Linked DNA regions of Mus musculus: region 2 is linked to region 1. The links are chromatin contacts, called in public Hi-C maps. All regions are on one chromosome and are shown on one strand. Each heading gives the region's core, a stretch centred on a gene start, on an enhancer-like site or on the middle of the called end of the contact. The rest is flanking DNA. Distances are from core to core; before and after follow the strand shown.

Region 1 (4,065 bases), core at 805-3,304:
AACAACTGAAAGTCCTCTGTGTAGCCAGGTCAGAACATCTTTAACTTTACACTACCCAGAGCTTAGGATAGCAATTTAAATCATCAGATTCTCAATCTTTTCAACACTGTAGCCCTTCAATACAGTTCTCCATGCAGTGGTTTTCGATGATATTTCATATCTGTAATTACTGTATTGAATCGTCATGTAAATATCTGTGTTTTCCATTGGTCTTAGGAGACCCCTGTGAAAGGGTCCCCAAATGTGTCTTACCACGAAAGTTGAGAAATCATTGACAGAGTAGTTAAAATTTTAAACTGAAAAATTTTAAACTATTTCTGAGTAGAATTTAGTCCACAATACTCAGGTTGGAAAGAAATAGTATCATGTGTCTTAAACAAATGCTGTTTTTAGTTTGATAACACATTAATAATTTTCCTAATTTGGAAACATACTATATTCATTTAAGTGTTTTCCTTACTTTGTTGTCATAGAGATATTTTCTAGAAAGTCTTATCATTTCCAAGAATTCTTTATCTTTAAACTGACCGCTTTTGAGTTGTTTGTTATACCCTGAGGTAGATCCTACAGAAGTATGTAGAAAGTCAGAAAGACACACTTGGGGGTGTGGGGATCATTGCTAGTATATTTCCTACCTGAAAGGGTTTCCTGTCTTCTGGCAGTGTTCAGAAACTGTCAGAAAGCAAAGCCGGGCTTTCTGACTGAAGTGAAGTGGGAAGTGGCCATAGATGGCAGTGTGGCTCACACTGATGTTAAAATACACCGTGGTGTGGCATTTTCATAGAGAAATTTCCAAGACCAAATCCATCCAAGGATATTCTCTTTGCATTAAAAGTTGACTTTTCTCCCTGAGCAGTTTATAAATATAGCATAGTCAGAAGTGTGCCCTGCATCTCAGAGCATCTTCCTGAGCACAAGGCTGCTAGAAGCTGGCTGCCTGGTGCTCTGGATGGGGTCTTTGGAAACTGGATTTGCTTTTCACACTGTCTCTGCAAAACCTCTTTCCATAGGTAACATCTCAAATTCTGAACTAAAGTGTAGCGTCCTTCTGCATCCTCCTTACCCAGCCAGCAAATCAAGACATTTTGTCTTTTCCAGTTCTGTCATGAATGGGGCCCGGCAACTGTTACAGGCAAGTGGCAAGAGGTGCCAATCATAGGTGGGAGAATTGAGGAACACAGTAGGACTCTGTGCAGGGGCCTTAGAGAAGAGGATAGCGTTCATAGAGTGAGCATGCCATAACCCCAGCCTGGGGTGCCGGTGTGTCGGTGTATGTTTGGCAGCCTGCCTGCTCTTGCTCTAGCTCATGTTTCCTGGGCCTCATGGGATCCATGCAGCTTTAAGAATTTTCTCCAAGTATGGATGGGTGTTGTCATTAGGTACAAATTTGCCTAAAGAATTTTATCAGTTCTCAAAAAAAAAAAAAAAGGTATAAAGACTCAGTCTCCCTCAGCACCACTGTCACGTGCAGATGGACAGTCAGACCTACCTGGTGGGGAAGGCTAGCTCAGCTGTTGGCTTGTACTCTGTCCTGTAAACTGGATATTGAATGCATTCCTGCCTGGGTGCCTAATGCTTTGGTAGGTCTAGGATGGTTCTCTTTCAGGGCAGAAAGAGGCATGATCGATTGATCTCTCTCTCTCTCTCTCTCTCTCTCTCTCTCACCTGTAGTAATAGACATTCTCTTGAGTTTAGCTCCTCAACCTCAGGCCTGTTGAGACTTTGAGTCGACCGTTCTTTCTGGAGGGCGGTGCTGTGCTGTGCCGTGTGCAGTGTTTACCAATACCCAAGTCTCTGCCAGCAGGCAACCTTTGCCTGCAGTTGTGACCAGCAGAAGAAGGACCGTGGATATTCCGGATGTTTCTTAGTGGGCTTTAAAGTATGAAGTCCTCCCTCTCTGTAGCATCTATCTATGACTCTCTTAGAGCCAGGCTATAGAGTTGAAAGATAACCCTTAACCAGCCTGTGTTTATTTCATACAAGCCGTGAGCCACGAGAGGCAGTGTGACACTGTGGACGGACACTGGCGTTCTGGCTGTGAATCAGCTGAGTGCTGCTGGGCACTTCACTGTCCCTCTGTGTCTTCAGCTCAGATGCAGGGCCAATCTCCATGCTCTGTAAGGGCAGCGAGCTCCATGCCTAACAGTGCCGACAGTGGAGTGCTTGGTCTTTCAAGGTTGCTGGTAGTTTTCCTGTAGCTTTGGCACTGCTCTGCATTCGTTTAGATAATTAGTATGCTTTGGAACCTTTGGCTCAACTTAATCTATTAATCTCATATTGATATGTCTCCATTTTCACAATCCCTAGACCATTATTCACCTCCTTTGTGGAGTCGTTTCTAATTCTCTTTCCTGTCATGATAGATTTTCTTAGGTCTTCATTCACCTTGATTCTTATATCTGTAACCTGTGCTAACTCACAGGCCGTTCCTGTGCCAGCCTAGATGGGTCTACCTTTCACTCACTTATGTCTTATTACTCCGAACAGTTTTGGGGTCTTCACAACAAGACTGCGCCTCCTGCTCTGTGTCTTACCGTCACTTAGTAAGCAATGAATAACCAGTGGTGCAGTGTGGGTGGTGCAGCCCGTGATTAACCAGCCAGCCAGTGACAGGTACAAACAAGGGGACGGCTAAGATTTCCAGTCAGGAGATCATATCTAGCTTGAGTTGCCCTTTGAACACGATTTCTATTAAACAGTAGTGGAACAAAACAAGACATTGTGTTACAATGGGTGTTTCCTCCCTACTGATTGCTTTTAAGTTTTTCAGACCAGGGAAATAATATGACGGTCGGAGCTGGAAAGATGATTCAGGAGTTGAGAGCACCTGTTACTCTTGGAGAGGACACAGGTTCGATTCCTAATACCCATGTGGTGGTTCACAGCCACCCACAGCTTCAGTTCCAAGGGATCCAGTGCCCTCTTCTGACCTATGTAGGTACTAAGCATTTTCACACATACGTGCAGGCAAAATATTTACAACATAAATAATACAATTAAGAAATCTAAGAAGCACTTTAAAAAGAATGAAGTTTCTGTAATGCTCCACTGAATCTAAGTTCTTAGAAAAGTCACAGGTAGGAAATAACGTGACATGTTCATTGCCAGAGAAGAGCTGAGAAATACAGCCATGTCAATGACTTTTTGACATTTTCTGAGGTCCTTGTCAACTGTATTAATACTTACAGTGACATATAATTTTCAAAGTTTTATATTAAGACCAAACCAATAAGTTAAACATGCTATATTCCTATCTGATAAAAGGGGCCACTTAGAGTCTTAAACTGTACGGACAGTTTCCTAAGCTCCTTGGTATAAGTGTACAGGTGACAACTTTGGGTATTATTTGTACACTCTTGTAGACAGCACCGACAGCATAACAGCTCTCAGTTTAACCTTTCTGTGCAGAAGACGATGTGAGTTTTGCATTGCAGGTATCTTTAAACTTCATTTCCAAGTTTAATTATTTCTTTTATTTTTAGATTAATTTATTTTTTACACTCCATATTCCATTCCCCACCCCCACATCCACCCCCTGACTGCTCCCCATTCCACACCTCCTCCCAATCCCCACCCCCTGTCTCCATGTGGATGCCCCTATACCCCCCACCCCACCTGACCTCTAAACTCCCTGGGGCCTCCAGTCTCTTGAGGGTTAGGTGCATCATCTCTGAATGAACACAGACCTGGAAGTCCTCTGCTGTATGTGTGTTGGGGGCCTCATATCAGCTGGTGTATGTTGTCTGTTTGGTGGTCCAGTGTTTGAGAGATCTTGGGGGTCCAGATTAATTGAAACTGCTGGTGCCTCCAACAGGATCGCCCTTTCCTCAGGTTCTTTCAGCTTCCCTAATTCAACAGCAGGGGTCAGCTGCTTCTGTCCATTGGGCGTGAATATCTGTATCTGACTCTTTCAGCTGCTTGTTGGGTCTTTCAGGGGGCAGTCATGATAGGTCCCTTTTTGTGAGTGCTCCATAGCCTCAGTAATAGTGTGAGGCCTTGGGACCTTCCCTTGAGCTGGATCCCACTTTGGGTCTGTTGCTGGACGTTCTTTTCCTCAGGCTCCTC
Region 2 (4,065 bases), core at 558-3,057, 140 kb after region 1:
TGGACTTGGATTTCTAACCTAACCTGTGATCCAAGCTTTGCTCCCATGGGCAAGTACTTTAACCTTTCTGGAAGAGTTGTTTTTGTTTGTTTGTTTTTTTAATCAACTTTTATAAATAAATAAATAAATAAATAAATGGGTAGTAGGCAACTTCAAAACTTTCCCTTTATTGTGGACATGTTATAAGGATGAGAGCTCTCCAGCCTACCCTCCAAATAAATAAAAGTGTTCCGACAGGACCATGGCAATTTGCACTTTTGGGATAGTTGTTCACTGCTTTAAGATCCTGATGAAAGCCCTGTAAGGGGGGGGTGTGGGGGGTGTTCAGATGTGATCTCCTCTGAACCCATACACATAATCAGAGCCGGTCTGCTTATAAAACCATCAACACACTATTCCCTGCTGCACTAGGTGTTCTTTTGAAGTCTCTCCTACCAAGCTCTGACCTCATTTCTCAAGATGTATCCACATTTTCTAAATGGGAAGTTTTGGCAAACAGCAGACAGCCTCCACATGCAAACTGGTTTTGAGTGGTGCTTCCATTTAACACATACGGACATCAGAAAGGTAAAACATTATCTCCACACCATATAGTGTTAAATGGCATTTCATTAATGATATCAGGAGGAAAAATGGGCTTCTTCATTGGTAATAAATAGATTTGTGTATTAACATTTGTGGAATATAGTAGGATCTCATGTGGAAGTACTATACAATATTGACATATTGTCTCTGCATTGAGATTACACATCTGGATTGATTTGGTAATGTGAGAACCCCCAAAACAACATTTCTCCTACACTGGAATGAAACCCAAGAGTAAAATTTTGAGAAATGACAGTCCAACATGAGCATCTCATTCAGTCTCTCATGGAGGGGCGAGGTAATGCCTGAGCTGAGCTACCTCTCTGAGGCCAGGGTTTCTGAAACTTGTTGAAAGGACACCGTTTTCTGTGTTGAGTGGCAGTTCTGGGGCAGAGTATACAACTTTGTGACCAATGACTTCCTTGCTGGGGTTCCGAGAGAAGTTCTGGGATGACATCCAAGAAAGGATCAGCTGTTGTAAAACCATCAAGTTATTTAGAGTAAACAGCACTGAAATTCAGAGAGTGAAGCAAAAGGTTCAAGTTAAACCCATGTCCCACCCTACTAACGAGTCAGCAATAGGCCTGTGTTCATCCCATCTCCCATCGTAGTCAGTTCTCCATTTTAAAGAGTTTTGCTGTTTGATTGTCTGTTTATTGTGAGGACCACAACTCTTGGTATACTAGGAAGCCCTTTTACCTTCATTGTTCATCATTTGAGCCTCCAACTTTATAATACAGTTTTTAAAGACCATAGCATTTTGCTTTCAAAATAAGTTTAGTAGATGATAAAAATAATCATGAAATAGATTTCCCAATTAATAGTTTCTTGGCTTGGGTGAAATGTGTAGAGGGTTCTAGTCTCAGTGTGTGTACTATAACCCTATTGAATTCTTTGTCTAATCATCTACTAAGACTCTGAAGCTTGGGGCTGTATTTGCTGTGTCTGTGAGAAATACTTCACTCTTCTGCACTATCTGAGGTGGCTCTGCTGTTGTTTGTGAAGGCTTCAGTCACCTTCCCTGCACCTGAAAGAGAATGGGATTTGCCAGTGATAAATGGGGAAGTTGACTAGCTAACTAATAAAGATTTGTCTTAATCAAGTATGATTTGTCAGAACAGGAGCGCACTGGGGTCAGGGCGCATGCAATGAATTATACAGCATTCACAGGAGGAAAGGGCCCGGCAAGAGGCCTCATAAATATGCTGCCATTACCCACTGCTAATTCGTATTCAAAGAATGCTGCACACAGCCGGCTCTCAAGGCTTCTGAGCTAGCTGTTCACCAGCTTCCTGAGCTTGTGTGTGTGTGTGTGTGTGTGTGTGTGTGTGTGTGTGGATGTGTGGTGTGTTTTAAAAGGAAGTTTGCCTTCTGTGTTATTTTTGTCTGGGTTCTCAAGGCAAGGCAGCCCCAACACTAAACTGGCACCCATAATTTGAAGTAGGTTATGGTGTTATTTCTTGTATATGATTAATTTAGTGACTGCTGAAGGCTCATCAGCTCCCTGGAAATGGTGGCACTCTGATTGCAAGAGGTGACCTGGGGCACAAGTTATGACCTCTTCCAGTACTGCCTGCATGAATTTAAATATGGCTGCAACCGGAAATGGTATCTGCCTTTACAGGAAGCATGTCTCCTCAGTGAAGAGTTCTTATCTCAAAACAGCTTACTGTTTACTGAAGTTAGGCTTACATTAGATACATAGATGATGTTGCTTATGTTTCTATGAGGCTAACTCTCTAACCTACAGTTCGTGTTATTCTGATGTGTTTACATGGCTAACTGCTTTTGAACAGGGCCTTTTCAGTCCTTGTTTTATAAATGAGTCCTTTGATTTGATGAGGTTATTGTTTCTCTTCTTAGTGTTGAGCAGTTTTAAGTACTGCGGTGAGGCCGGATGAGCTGCTCTATTCATCTGGGGTTCCGGCTCGTCCTGGGCTCCAGAAGGGAGGGAAGATGGGCAGCAGTCACGCCATTTGTCTCCTTGATGCTTAAGTCACCTGTTAGGCAGTTAAGGGATGAAGGGTTAGCTACATACACATATACATACATACATACATACATACATACATACATACATACATGGGAAAGAGAGCACCCAGCATCTTAAACCTGATAGAAAGGAGATGGGCCTCATCTCTCTTTATGGAACAGCCACAGTACTGAGTGACAATCCCAGTTCCTTTGGATGGAACTAAAAGTTTCCACAATAATGATAACAGTAATAGTAATAATAAATAATGATAACTTTTGAAATCAGGAATATGATAGTGCTTTCTCAAGAATGTTCCAGCTTGGCTGTTGAAGTCTTATAGAAGCCATGAACAAAGACTGGCAGCTTTTTAGCAGGGTGGCACTGTTGGGAGGCAGTGGAATCTTTATGAAGTAGGGCCTGCTAGGAGCCTGGGATGGATGTCCCACCCAAGCGGCAAGCAGTTTGCTCCATACCTGTTCCTCACCTGAAGACTCAAGTCCTGAGTCTGGTCACAGTCTGGAAACACCATAAACAGTAAGCTGAACAAACTTTTCCTCTGTGTAAATTAATTATCTCTAGTGTTTGCGTATAGTGACAGAAAATATGGAGGGAACTAGTGGGCTTTGAACAGCAATTTATCTTTTTTCTTCCATGGACCCTCCAGGGGGGGAAAAAAAAAGCTAGTATAAACTCCTGTAATCCTAACATTTGAGCAGAAGGCTATGAATTTGGGGCTAGCCTGGGCTATGTAACTGAACTCTACCTCAACATGAACAAAACATCCGCTGCATCCATCACTGCCTCACACAAGGAAACTTTCTGACCCCAAGGCAGAATCCTGGGTCTTACAATGTAGAAATCAACACAGTGTGTGACATTTACCTCTGAGATCTTGTAGCTTTGTGGGAAACAATTCCACTGTGATGAGGAGTCTTTAATTAAAGATGGACAAAAGAAAAGACAATCCTGTGGCCGAGAAGCAGAGAGTGTTGGAGTGTGTCTGCGCGCGCAGTCAGTGCTTAGAAGAGAGGCTAAAGCCCCTCCCCCCCCCCCCCCCCCCGACTCTGGGAACATTTACACAAGGTGTCAGCAGTAGCCCACTCCAGTCCTCGGATCTCTGTTTTTCCTTTTGTCAGTCTGTGAGTGTTGTAGGAGAGAGGGAGACAACTGAGCTGCCTGCTCTGGACGCTGCTGGAGTAGGTAGTTCCTTCCTTTCAGGTAGAAGGGTTTGCCCCGCGCCTCCCCTGCCCCTCACCTTTACCTTATACTGCTGTATAAGGTATTTGATTCATAGCACTTAAATACCCCTGCTTTCCTGAGCTCCTTATTTTCCTGTTTGCTTGTCTAAAGTGTAGCTCCAAATTGCTGGATCAGCTTCTGCCTGTGCTGCTTGCTAGCCCTCACTCAGCTATCGAAGGCATAGTGAGTGCCACTGGCCAAAACCATCTATCTGCTTAGGGCTCTGTCGTGGGTTTGGAACACTGCCCAACCTTGGGGAAATCACT

Evidence for each region. Hi-C and Micro-C count contacts between places; a contact is called where the count stands out from the background.
Region 2: a Hi-C map of liver shows a contact between it and region 1, with 5 times the contacts expected there. The contact joins two enhancer-like sites. A contact is called at or near these places in 9 of 39 promoter capture datasets (the 3T3-L1 cell line, the HPC-7 cell line, embryonic stem cells and 4 more) and 4 of 484 Hi-C or Micro-C datasets (the G1E-ER4 cell line, Th1 cells, brown adipocytes and 1 more).

The regions. Positions count from the first base shown.
Region 1 is chr19:55,340,852-55,344,916 of GRCm38.p6, forward strand. All of the region lies in intron 3 of Vti1a (vesicle transport through interaction with t-SNAREs 1A), which reads left to right. Among named protein-coding and RNA genes, the nearest start is that of Vti1a, 27 kb to the left of the region's middle. Within about 2 kb of position 2,055, at least 18 of the 459 cell types and tissues checked have an H3K27ac peak or open chromatin away from gene starts, as enhancers often do. A contact at or near this core is called in liver, where this site is marked.
Region 2 is chr19:55,479,689-55,483,753 of GRCm38.p6, forward strand. All of the region lies in intron 5 of Vti1a (vesicle transport through interaction with t-SNAREs 1A), which reads left to right. Among named protein-coding and RNA genes, the nearest start is that of Vti1a, 170 kb to the left of the region's middle. Within about 2 kb of position 1,808, at least 21 of the 459 cell types and tissues checked have an H3K27ac peak or open chromatin away from gene starts, as enhancers often do. A contact at or near this core is called in liver, where this site is marked.